Linked DNA regions of Gossypium arboreum: region 1 is linked to region 2. A link is a contact called in public Hi-C data. All regions are on one chromosome and are shown on one strand. Each heading gives the region's core, a stretch centred on a gene start, on an enhancer-like site or on the middle of the called end of the contact. The rest is flanking DNA. Distances are from core to core; before and after follow the strand shown.

Region 1 (6,882 bases), core at 881-3,380, 200 kb before region 2:
TATTGGTTGAAATATTTTAAGTCCTTATACACTTTGTATATTTAAAAGTTAAGTTTACTACTATATTATATAATACAATACAATATTATATTATATCATATCATATAATATATAATATATTAATAGTTTATATATATGCATTAATGAGTAGATATTATAATATTATGTAATACTATGTTTTTTATTATAATTTATAATATAATAATAGTTTTATATATGTATTAAAGTTTTAGAGATAGTTACATAATATATTATTATATTATATAATAGTATATCATCTATTATAGTTAGTGGTTAAAATCGACTTAATCAACCAAATCGAGTCAGTTCAAGTAAATCAATTGGTAAATTCAATTTGTATTAACAACTTTAAAATATTGTTACATTATGTAGTACTATATCACATGCTATAATAGTAGTACATAATATATTAATTATTTTATATTATTGTTTATGATTATCTTGATTGAAATATTCTCTACGTCCCTATACTCTTAGTACATTTAAAAGTTGGCCCTTCTATTTTATAATGTAATATATATATATATAATATATTAATAGTTTATATATATCAAGTTAAGTAATCAGTTGAGTTGATGTTTTCAAAACCGTTTAAACTAAATCAACCATATTTACACTTATTAACTCTAATATATATTTAAACCCAATTCCAATACTAACCAAATCCAAACCCAATTTAAAATTTATTTAAAACCTAACCTAAATAAAATAATAATAAAAGTGAAACCTAAATTCCCAAAATATAAAAAAAACAAAAACAAAAATTAAAATATAAATTTATATTATTAAATGATCAATCACAACTCAATCATGCATACAATACAATATACAATAGTTTTTGGGTCTTATACGAGCTTATGAAAGCTCTAAAACTAACTCGAGGTTGAGATATGACCAAATTGTAAGAATTTCAATATATTGGATTGTTGACGTCGTGACGTCAGGGGGTTTTTTGTCACGACACAACATACTGATTAGGTCTCATTGTAGCGACCCAAGCTCGGTGTCGCACAGTGATATAACAACTTGGTCTCGTCACGACGTGATATACCAACTTCGAATGGTCAAATTTTAGTACCTATTTACATTCACCTAAAAACATCAAATTTATTTATAATACGATCTCAAAACCCAAAACACATATCCTATAAATTCTAAGATAGTTAACATACCATTCATATACATAAGAGTTGAAAGATATTTGTTGAAATCTCACATTTATACCATTCTTAGCATTTACCAAATTCTACTATTCATTCACATGTATAGTGAACCAAGATTGCTACAAATGAGCTAGTTTCATTATATAACATTTCTTACTGCAATGATTCAAGCTATTGAGCTTGTAAAGTTACCATTTAAACATTAAATATTGACATTTTAAATCAAAATTGACTTTACCTAGGTGTATGCCATAAAATAAACTAAAAAGAGATTTTACAAAAATTGATGAGTCAGGGATTTTAAGTTGGATGCTAGATTCAAAGTTCGGGATCTCGATATGTTCATCATGTTTAATAATCTGCTTGGAAATAATAGGCCCCAAATTAGATTTGATTCATTAAAACCTAAAACTTTTCCTGTCGATGCATCAATTTGCAGATTGCCATGTAAAGCTTACTGAGACTAGAGTTTGGAATCCCAATTCTAAGAACAAGTAAGCGTATGTTGTTGGATATTGTAAAAGGTTTAATTTTGGTATTAGTCCATGCACAATGCTAAAGTTATGAATTTAATCTTATATTTTAATTTGGTTATTTTCTTTTTTGTATTTTGAAAAATCTGTCATAAATCGATAAGTTCTGTTGTTTCCAAAATTTTATGCGAGAAATACGTTATCACATGCTTAATGTCATGTTAACTTGTTATTTTCACATATTACTTGCAGAAAAGTCTATCGATGTTGAAATTTTAAAATTTGAAAAGAATAGAGATTAAGAATGACTAAATTTGAGAATTGGATTAAATCTATAATTTTAATACACATAAAAATTTAATTACTACTCTTTATTTCAAGATTGAAATTTTAAAAAGTCGAAAAAGTAAAGGACTAAATTTGATAGAAATAAAGTACAGGACTAAATCAATAACATATGTATAGTAAAGATACTAATAGAAAATTTTGACCATTATTGTTCTAAATCAGAAAGGAAAACTTGGTGCTTAAACAAGTTAATCAAAACCAGAGTCGGAGAGGAGTCGTTATTGTAGTAAAATCCTCAACCTCAACGCCTACGCGATTCTCTTCCAATCCAGGAAGCCTCTGCCTTCACAACAATTATAGATATCTTCCATTTCTCGATCCTTCAATACTTATAGATCCGTTAACCCGTGTTCTTGTAACACAGGTTGGTTTAAATCGATTCCCTGATTGTGTAAAATTGAGATTTCTTTCGAGATCCATGAACCCATTTTTTAGACTCGGTCCGAGTTTCAGAGCAAATCGAGGATCCTGCCAAGTCTGGTTACATAGAATTGCCGCATTCCCTGAGAATTAGGGCTTTTTATTTTTATCTTTTTTTTTATCAAGTCTAGGGCTAAGAGTATGGCGGTTGTCCAAAAGTGGAGGGAGGGCATGTCCTCGGATAATGTTAAGGGTTTGGTTTTAGCGCTTTCTTCGAGTTTATTTATTGGGGCAAGTTTCATTGTTAAGAAAAAAGGCTTGAAGAAAGCTGGTGCTTCTGGCATCAGGGCAGGTACTCAGAATTTTATCGAGGTTTTTAGTATAATAGTTCCCTTTGTTTTTTTTTTTTTTTTGATGTTTAAGATTTAAAATGATTTACATTGTAGTCGGATTCTGTGAATAACAGTTCCCTCCTCCAGAAAATGAAATCGAGTGAATTGTAAATGATGGAAATTAATTTGCCTTGGGAATTTTATTCACAATTTAAATATATTGATTTGAGCTGTTGCTGATCTAGTATGCAATTGCATCCCTTAGAACTTGGGTTTGCTTGGAATCTTTGATTGTACGTCTATAACTTATTATTATTATAACCTGTTTAAGAAACATGGCCATTTGCCAATGTATTTTTGTCAGAAGTTATTCGTGGTATTTCTTTATAGGATGCAATAGGAGGAAACGATATGCTTGGGCGTCTCAAGTTCCATATAATTGCTGATTTTACATGCATATTGTGCTACTATCGAATAGAGTCTTTTCCATTTATGACTTGACCTTTTCTTTTCTTCAAATTGTCCTGTTGCCTAGCAATTAGCCTCTTTATTTATTTACCTCAGTTATCTGGAGACTCTCAGAATTTATTTGCTATAATTTAGTAGTTGTTTACCTTTTCATTTTTTATGAGACTTATTGTCCATGTGCAGTATACATTTCAATGACATTGTTTTATTGGATTTTACACAGGGGTTGGAGGGTATTCTTACTTGCTTGAGCCTCTTTGGTGGGCAGGCATGATAACAAGTAAGTTTTACTGATTTCTCATTGATCATTAACCCAATATCTCATGGATTTTTCATTTATACTGAAACCTCTTTCTTTATTTTCCTTTTCTTTATCCATGTATTGTCCCTAAAGGATGTTAAAAAAGTTATGCTATCCCAATTAAAAATGGGATGATATTGTCAATGCATTTATAGAAAAATAATTCTTATGTTTATCCCATACTCGCTTCTTAATGTGTAAGGACTAATCAAACCCTGCAGTCTTTTTAAGTACAATGAGTTGTTCTTGTTGCTTGTGGTTCATGATTCTTGAAGAATATGTGGTTAATTCTAACTGGTAATTGGCCTTGAAACAGTGGTCGTGGGTGAAATTGCTAATTTTGCAGCATATGCATTTGCACCAGCTATTCTGGTCACTCCTCTTGGTGCCCTCAGCATCATTATCAGGCAAGGAAACTTTACACTCAAATTTAGGTTTGGCAACTTAGAGTTGATTGCTAAGCATTGTTTCTCTTGCAGTGCGGTACTTGCGCATATCATTTTGCGGGAAAGATTACATACTTTTGGGATTCTGGGTTGTATTTTATGTGTTGTGGGCTCTACAACAATTGTATTACATGCTCCCCAAGAACGTCAAATTGAATCTGTAACAGAAGTTTGGGATCTTGCTACAGAGCCAGGTTATATTTTCTTAAAGATAGTCCGTAGCTCTTAACACATTTTGCTGCTCTAAATTGTTGAACTGCAAAGAAAGAAAAAGATCTTAGTTCCTCTTTGATCTTCTTGCAGGCTTTCTGTTTTACACAGCTTTGGTCTTAACAGCTGTCTTCATACTTATATATCAATTTGTTCCACAATACGGACAGACACATATTATGGTTTATATTGGAGTTTGCTCTCTTGTTGGTTCCATTTCGGTATGTATCAGTACTAGGCTGTTGGTAGCATAATTCTGTTTGCATTCCAATGGTATTTGCCTTTTTTCTTTTTTTGTTTTCGACAGATTGTTTTGCTAAGAGTGTTATTTGACAGGTAATGAGTGTTAAAGCACTTGGTATTGCGTTGAAGTTAACCTTTTCAGGAACGAATCAGCTTGTATATCCTCAGACATGGGCCTTTACTTTAGTTGTGATTACTTGTGTGCTTACCCAAATGAATTATTTAAACAAGGTAATGAATTATTTAAATGAATGTCTACAGTTGCCCTTTTTTTCTTTTGAATAATTTTGAAATGGCCCTTCAAAGAAAGTAAACAAGGGAGGAAATGTTCAGTGTGAGAAAAAGATGCAAAGAGAAAAAGAGATTGTAAATATGTCATTTTTATCCAAAGTCTATTATGTTTCATCTCAAACGTTGCTTATCAACATTCTTGTTTGTGGTGTTCTTAATTGTTAATTTAAACATTAAATCAGTTGAAATTTATCTATTTATGCTTTCTTGCTCCCGGAATCATTGTGTCCTTAATTTTGCATTGCTTGCTGATTTAAAATTTTTGTTTTGCACTTCAATTCTTTTTTATTTTTAAAATTTATTTTATCTTCATAATTGCAGGCGCTTGATACTTTCAACACTGCTGTTGTTTCTCCCATATACTATGTTATGTTTACATCACTGACCATTTTGGCTAGTGTAATCATGTTTAAGGTAATTTCTAGTCGTTGATGCTATCAGACTGGTTCAAAAGGTCTACTAAATTATAATGTTCAAAATGTTTTACTTCATTCTGCCTACCACCTTCCACAACCCTTTTCAGGATGGTCACAATTAAATTTTCTTAAGCATGCAAAGAGTTGCTTAACCCTATATGTAAGTTGTATGCTTCTTAAGGGAAGGGAACTGTATGTATAGCAGTGTGGAAACTTTGGTCATTCAAGATGTTGTAACTGACAATTCTAAGTTGCAATACCCTTGTTTGACTTTATATAGTTGGTCTGTTTGTGACTGTTATGATATGAAATTGAACTTCTATTTGTTTCTCTGGTTGTTTAGTTTGCTGTTGAGCCCTAAGGCTTTGCATGATAAGGTGGAAAGAATATTGGAAAAATGAAAATTTGAAAGAATTTATTTATTTATTTATTTCCCATTGGTGTGCGTGATAGTAAAGATAGAAGGTAAAGTTGAAAAAAGAGGAAAGAAAATGAAAATTCTAAAGAATGCATGATCATGTGAAGTGCACATTTTCACCTTGCTCATTTTCTTTCCGCTTATTATTCCAAATCGGAATGAGTTACTTTTATGCGTTAGGATGGAAAATGATCTTCTTTTTTTTTTTTTTAATTTACTTTCTTCCCATTTTCCTTGCTACCAAGCACACTCAAAATTTATCTTTCTTCTAATTTTCCATTCACCTCATTCCATCTTTCCACTTTTCCACTCTGCAGATCATTACAGCTGCTTCCCTAAACTTTATTTTAAAATTAAAAATTTGAGCGGCAGTTAATGACTACTGCATTTCTAGATCTCTGTTTTCTATTGGGATTGACCTAGAAATTAGCTTAGTTTAATTTTTCTGATATCAGGATTGGGATGGACAGAGTCCTACTCAGATTCTGACAGAGATGTGTGGGTTCGTGACTATCCTTTCTGGAACTTTTCTTCTTCACAAAACCAAGGATATGGCTGATGGTATGTTTTCAGGAACCTTGAATTGTGAATTTATTATCTCGGTCATTTGTAATCACCAATTACCGTCTCCTGTTAGCAGAGGAAGAATGTTGCGGTGTTACTCTGTTAGTTTGTTACTGCTTTTATGTAGTCAAGAAACATTAATGGTTCTAACTTTGGCATTTTAATCAATTGTTGAACTATGTTTAATCAGGTCCAGGTTTGTCAACATCTTTGTCAATGAGATCATTGAAGCATGAAGAAGACGATGGCTTCGGTGAAGGCATTCCTCTTAAGCGGCAGGATACATAGAGAACATATTTAATTGAAAATTAAGGTCACCACTGCCATTCCTACAAAGCTCAAAAATAGCTACTGGGGAGAGACCCGTTAGATGCCAACTTGTATTTTTATTGACCGACTTTAGTCCGTGCTATTCATTATTTGGAGACAGTTGGAGGTGAGATTTTTCTTTGGCTCTTACCCCCTTCTGCCTTCAAGCATGAGACTGTAGATTGAAGCTTTCGCCTTGTATACAGGAAATATGGCCTATGTAATGTAATGTTGAGCGCAGTGGCTATACATGGCGTTATCTTTTGCTTTGTTCTGCCATCAATGTCAATTGGGCGGGGATTCTCACCCTGGGAACCTCTGAAAGGAATCAAATACGATATCAGTACATGCATATCTTTTGCTTTTTGTCTGAAGGGTTTTTTATGTTTCGTTAAATATATATATATACACACAATTATACTGTACAACTAGCATTACCAGTAGTAATGTATTTCTTTTGGGCCATTCCAAGTCTAATGAGTTTTCGGTATGTGGAGTGGATAGCCACTGCTTTAACTG
Region 2 (6,174 bases), core at 2,520-5,019:
TTGCTACTAAGAAAAACTGAGAATCTAGATCAGACAAAATGAGAAGGGTTTGATGAAAAAACCTGTCTGTAATCTAATTGTGCCTCGCGAATAGGGTATTATAGGAGGTATTGATGGAGAAAACCTCATCCGCCTTATGGAAAAGGTTAGAAACTCTTTATGCGACTAAGTCTCTGGCTAACTGTTTAGTGTTAAAACAACGTCTATTTACATTTTGCGTGAACGAAGGTAAGCTTCTTAGAGATCACATTAGTCAATTTATTACTTTTTTGAATGAGTTAAAGAATTTTGAGGTTAAGATTGACGATGAAGATCAGGCTATGATATTATTGTGCTCTTTACCCTCTTCATACAAGTTTTTCAAGGAGACCCTGATTTATGGCAGAGACAAACTCTCGTTCGAGGATGTGAAAGTTATTTGTTGAGTAAAGACAAACTCGACAATGAGTTTGGTTCAGATAGCAAGGTAGATAGGCAAGCTTCGATTTTGGTAGCATCAAAGAAGCAAGACAAAATGTGTCGCTATTGTAAGAAGTTAGGTCATGTCAAAGTAGATTGTTATAAACTGTAAAATAAAAGGGCTGCTGAAAGTAACGAGGAAGATGTAGTTGGTGCTAATATGGCCGACGAAAGTGGTGATGATTTCTTGTTAGTGTCAATGAGTGATAGCTTCGAGCATACGTTTGATTTGATCCTAGATTCAGGATGTTCTTTCCACGTATGTCCCAACAGAGAATGGCTCTTCATATACAGTTCGTTTGAATGTGGAATTGTACGCTTGAGAAACGATTCATCTAGTAAGATAATCGGGATTGGTACTGTTAAAATTAAGATGCATAATGGGACGATTAGGACACTTTTAGGTGTCAGATATTTACCTGATTTACGAAAGAATCTCTTCTCCTTGAGTATTTTAGACTCTAAAGGTTGCAAAATCAATATCGAGTCGAGTGATATTAAGATGTCTCGTGGAGTTCTCATTTTATTAAAAGGTAAAATGACATATAGCCTTTATATTCTGGAAGGTTCTATAGTGACTAGTGAAACCGGACGTCCCTCGTATGTTACAAAGTCAAAGTCAACTCGTTTGGAGTGAAGGCAACTTGATCATAGAAGGGAAAAATGTATGACCGTTGCATTAAAGAGAGGTTCTCATTTGGATGCAGGTTTTGAAAAGTTAAGGCACTGTGTTCGTGAAAATCAAACTCGTGTTAGTTTTGATTTGGTAGTGCACAAGTTGAAAGACTTCTTAGTTTTGATTTGGCAGTGCACAAGTTGAAGGCTAGAAGTCTTCCAACTTCTAAGCATAGATTCAACTCAGTTAATTCCTTGCATAGTTCAAGATAGGCCCGTGGTGGGCTTTGGCAAAGATGGCGATATGAGAATTTGTGTTAAGGTGGAGATTGTTAGCGTTGTGTGACCCAAATTCATGTTAAATAAAATAAGAGATTACTTACAAGTCAAGTTAAACAAAAATATATTTTCTTTCTAGAAGATTTAATATTTATTAGTATAATATTTTTAGCATTTATTAACATAATTTATTTAACCTACGAATTTAGTCTATAAATAGGTTCTTTTACAACCTTAAAAAATACACCCATTAAAGATTAGAACTCATAACACTTTTGGAGAATTTTGTGTTTATGTTTTGAGGGTTCGTTGTTTTTCGGGTTTTGGGGTTTAATTTTTATTTTCATCTTTTGTACTCTTCGTTCTTTTACCATTATAGTAAAATTATCTTTGCCCATAATTTTTTATCCTTTTTGGAGGGTTTTTCCACGTTAAATTTGTGTGTTTAATTTATTAATTTTTTTCCATTATTTTTAATTGCTCATTTCTTAATCAGGTCGATCCCCAACAATAATTGTATCAAGTTAGAATGATGGAATACATATTGAAAAATGTGTTAATTTATTTTCAATTATAAAATGTAGCACCATATAGTTCGAATTCGACGATTGAATCGAGTGTTAGGCGTTACAATCTATACATAACATATACATAAAAACGCCAATCTTCAACATTTATGGTAATGATGCCTTGACATCTGCATATACTTGAACACTATTATTTTTTAACTTCAACAATCTATGTATGAGGCCACAAACTTGCTGTACAATATTGTTTTGAACTTCATGGTATTTATGCATTAATGACCACATATAACTGAACAAAATCTTTAACAATTATGAATAAACAATAAAAATATATTAATATATAAAATAATCTTTAAAAAGAAAGGTAATAGATGAATGTGTAAAACTAAAATCTTCACAAAATAAGTTCACAATTTTTGACCAATTGAGCAAGAAGGGAAATGGTCAATAGATACTTTTTTATGAAAACAACCAAAAAAAACAAGTAAAAACAAATAATAGTTGAGAAATTAGACAACTAGCATAGCAAAAGCCATAAAAATCAACATTCTCTCTATTTTAAGCAAAGGAAAAAGATTGTATAAAATAGTAAAGCCATGTTATTTGCATTTATTTTTTAATAGTTTTATGTCACATCAATAGTTTTATACTAAATTTTAATATTTTCATCCGAACAAGATCAAATCTAAATTAAAATTTTAAAATTCAGAATGATATTGTTGATATGATATAAAATTATTAGAAAGTGAATATATTTATGTTTCATACAATCTTTTCTCGTCAAGTAAAATAATAAAAGTTTGATCACAAATAACTAAAGCTCCTAGATTTGAATAAACTATAACAATCATTTGTTTAGGTTTATTTTGAATTTTAATTTTAAAATATTTTTTATATTTTATAAGTTTTTAATGTGTTACAAACTTTTAATAATTTTTAATTCAAAAATTAAAATCTGAATAAATATAAGCAAATGAATGTTTATATTGAAATGCACCTAAACATCAATTTATTTAAATTTATTTTGATTTATATTTTTTTAAAAATATTTTTATTTTCGATGACATAGTAGTTTATGTCAATAGTGGTTGTTATGAATAGTCATGTCAACCTTACTTCATTAATATTAATGTCCATGTCAGTATAGTAACAATTAACAATGAAAATCATTGGCGAAAAAGATTAATTTAATTATGTTTTTATTAGAGGATATGAATTTTTTTTGGATAAATCCTTTTAGCTAAGGAATAAAGTATATTTCATAAAAATTGTATAATGACAGATTTAGTCTTCAATGCTTACATCTTTTGTCAATTTGACTTTCTTTTTAGTTAAATTGATTATTAATCTTTTAAAAGGAGTGAAATCATTTTTAACGTAAATGCTAATTAAAACATTAGTCTTTTAATGATGTTGGTGTGATAACCCGATAATAGTTTACATGTATTTCATGTTAACACGACACTATTTATTTTATATGCTACTTAATAAAGAATTTAAAAATTATAAAAATATTTAAAAAACAAAAAAAGTAAAAAAATTCTTAAAAATTAGTATGAAGTATACATGTATTGTTATATGAGCTGTTATGTTTAAAAATTGAATCTTATAAAAATAACTATTCGACTCTTTTGGAAGGTTAATTGTCAAATTCGATTATTTTTATAAGATTGAGGTCAAATTTAGCTAAAAAAGAATAAGGATCAAATTGATAAAAATGTAAATATTAAAAGTTAAATTTATTATTATGCCAAATAATCTTTATAAATCAATGGAACTTACTCGAGGCGGGGGCTTTTAAGTACGATGATTGAAAATCAAATGGTAAATGATTATTATATTTACAATTTTAAGGGACCTATAAAAAAAAGTGTAAATTTAATAATTTTCGGTGATATTTTAAAATTTTAAAATTTAATGAGTGACTTTAGATGCAGTTTACCAAAAAAAACTAAAGCTATAATTCGGTATTACAAAAGAAAGAGAAAATATAAGAAAGAAAGGGAAAACGCCACAACGGAACGCTTTGAAACGCATCCGCTGGGACAAGCAAGCGCAGAAGGGAAACGATCAAGAGATGCGAAGCCATAGATATCTTTTCAACAATGATGCAAGGACTCCACCACCAACAACAGCAACTGGCTGCTCTCCTTTCCGCTGCCCTCCCCAAAGACACCACCGCCGCGGCCACCGCTTCCGTCACTTCTTCTTCCTCCACCACTGCCTCAACTACGCTTCCCACAACTGCATCAACTCCCACTGTTTCAACCAAATCCGACGAAAACGACTCAGCTCGTCTTGCAGCTATTAATTCTCTCCACCGCGCCATCATTTACCCTCCTAACTCCATCCTCGTCGCCCACTCCGCTTCTTTCCTCGCCCAAGGCTTCTGTCAACTTCTTTCTGACAAGTATAACTCTGTCCCTCTCGCTCGCATTTAAATTTATTTGAATTTCAACATTATTTATGCTTATTTCTTTTTGTTTACTTTCTTTGTTTTCTTATTACGTGGTAACAATTTTTTATCTCAAAGAAAAGAAGAATTGTTCTTATGTATGCTTGACCATTAAATTGTTAAATTACAATTTAAAAAGAATGCTTATAGACTATAAATTATGAGTTCTGAGAACTTTGAGATCATGCTTCCAAATTTTTAAAAAAATATGTGATTCTTAGAATATATTTTATGTATAGCTTGTTGAAATTTCTGGCACAAATTTGATCAGGTCATACGCAGTGAGGCAGTCTGCTGCTATTGCATATGCTGCTCTTTGTGCAGTTGTATGTTCGGTCCCAATAGGATCAAGTGGGAGGCAAAACCATGTTATGCTCAGTAGTTTGGTGGACAGGTTCATTGGATGGGCTTTACCACTGCTTAGTAATATTAGTGCTGGGGACGGGACCACGGAACTGGCCTTGGAAGGTCTACGTGAGTTTCTTAGTGTTGGTGATGTGGGTGCGATTGAAAGATATGCTTTACCAATCCTCAAAGCATGCCAAGAACTTCTGGAGGATGAGAGAACTTCCTTGAGTTTATTACATCGGCTTCTAAGTGTTTTGACTTTGATATCATTGAAGTTTTCGCTGTCTTTCCAACCGCATTTTCTTGACATTATTGATCTTCTTCTTGGGTGGGCATTGGTGCCTGACCTTGCAGAATCTGACAGGAGGGTCATTATGGATAGTTTCTTGCAATTTCAGAAGCATTGGGTGGGTAATTTGCAGTTTTCTCTGGGATTGTTGTCTAAGTTCCTGGGAGACATGGATGTATTGCTTCAGGATGGGACCCATGGAACCCCACAACAGTTTCGTAGGTTGCTTGCATTGCTTTCTTGTTTTTCTACAGTTTTGCAATCGACTGCATCTGGATTGCTTGAAATGAATCTACTTGAACAAATAAGTGAACCTCTAAGCAAAATGCTTCCCCGGTTATTGGGATGTTTATCTGTTGTTGGAAAGAAGTTTGGATGGTCAAGATGGATTGAGGATTCTTGGAAGTGCTTGACTCTATTGGCAGAAATATTACAAGAAAGGTTTTCCACGTTTTACCCACTTGCTATTGACATATTATTTCAGAGCTTGGAATTGGGAAACACTAGTCGGCCTCTTGGAGCTGGGAAGATAACCTCCTTTCAAGTTCATGGAGTGTTAAAAACTAATCTTCAATTATTATCTTTGCAAAAGCTTGGCCTCCTTCCCTCATCTGTGAAGAAAATTCTTCATTTTGACAGAGCAATATCTCAGCTGCGCTTGCATCCAAATCATTTAGTCACTGGAAGTTCTGCAGCTACTTATGTTTTCTTGCTTCAACAGGGGAATGATGAAATAGTTCAACAGGCAATGACCTTGTTAACTGAAGAACTAGAGCTGTTGAAGGGTATGCTTAAAAAAAAAATAGTTCATGGAGAGGAGGTTAATAGTGCGGGGGATTTGAGATGTTACTCTAAATTTGAGTTGTTTGCATTGATTAAATTTGATTTGAAAGTTTTGTTAACCTCCATTTCCTTGTGTGGATGTAACAGTTTGATTGTCCAACCAAAGATCACTGCCTTGTATCTTCAGAGGTCAGAAAGTTTGATTTCTTTTATCATTGAGAAGCTGAGTCCTTTTGAGTCACCTATTCAGTTTTGTGTGGAATTGCAAGTCCATGTTATCAAGACACTAGATAGGTTAAGTATGGTTAAATTCTTTAGCAAGTGTTCCATTAGAAATCAAAGTGGCAACATACCTGTTGGGGATGCTGCTACTGAAAAAGTACTTGATGGTAATAGTCTTAGAGATGTCCATCCAGCTG

Evidence for each region. Hi-C and Micro-C count contacts between places; a contact is called where the count stands out from the background.
Region 1: a contact with region 2 is called in a Hi-C map of leaf, with 3 times the contacts expected there. The contact joins the promoter of LOC108460971 here to the promoter of LOC108489099 in region 2. A contact is called at or near these places in 3 of 5 Hi-C or Micro-C datasets (all in leaf).

What each region holds. Positions count from the first base shown.
Region 1 is chr2:106,343,904-106,350,785 of ASM2569848v2, reverse strand. LOC108460971 (probable magnesium transporter NIPA3) reads left to right here and starts at 2,130. Exons shown (of 10, transcript XR_001867701.2): 1 at 2,130-2,717; 2 at 3,389-3,445; 3 at 3,783-3,873; 4 at 3,946-4,106; 5 at 4,216-4,343; 6 at 4,459-4,596; 7 at 4,978-5,070; 8 at 5,946-6,051; 9 at 6,245-6,490; 10 at 6,570-6,882.
Region 2 is chr2:106,144,844-106,151,017 of ASM2569848v2, reverse strand. LOC108489099 reads left to right here and starts at 3,769. Exons shown (of 15, transcript XM_017793381.2): 1 at 3,769-4,290; 2 at 4,607-6,174. The coding sequence starts at 3,986.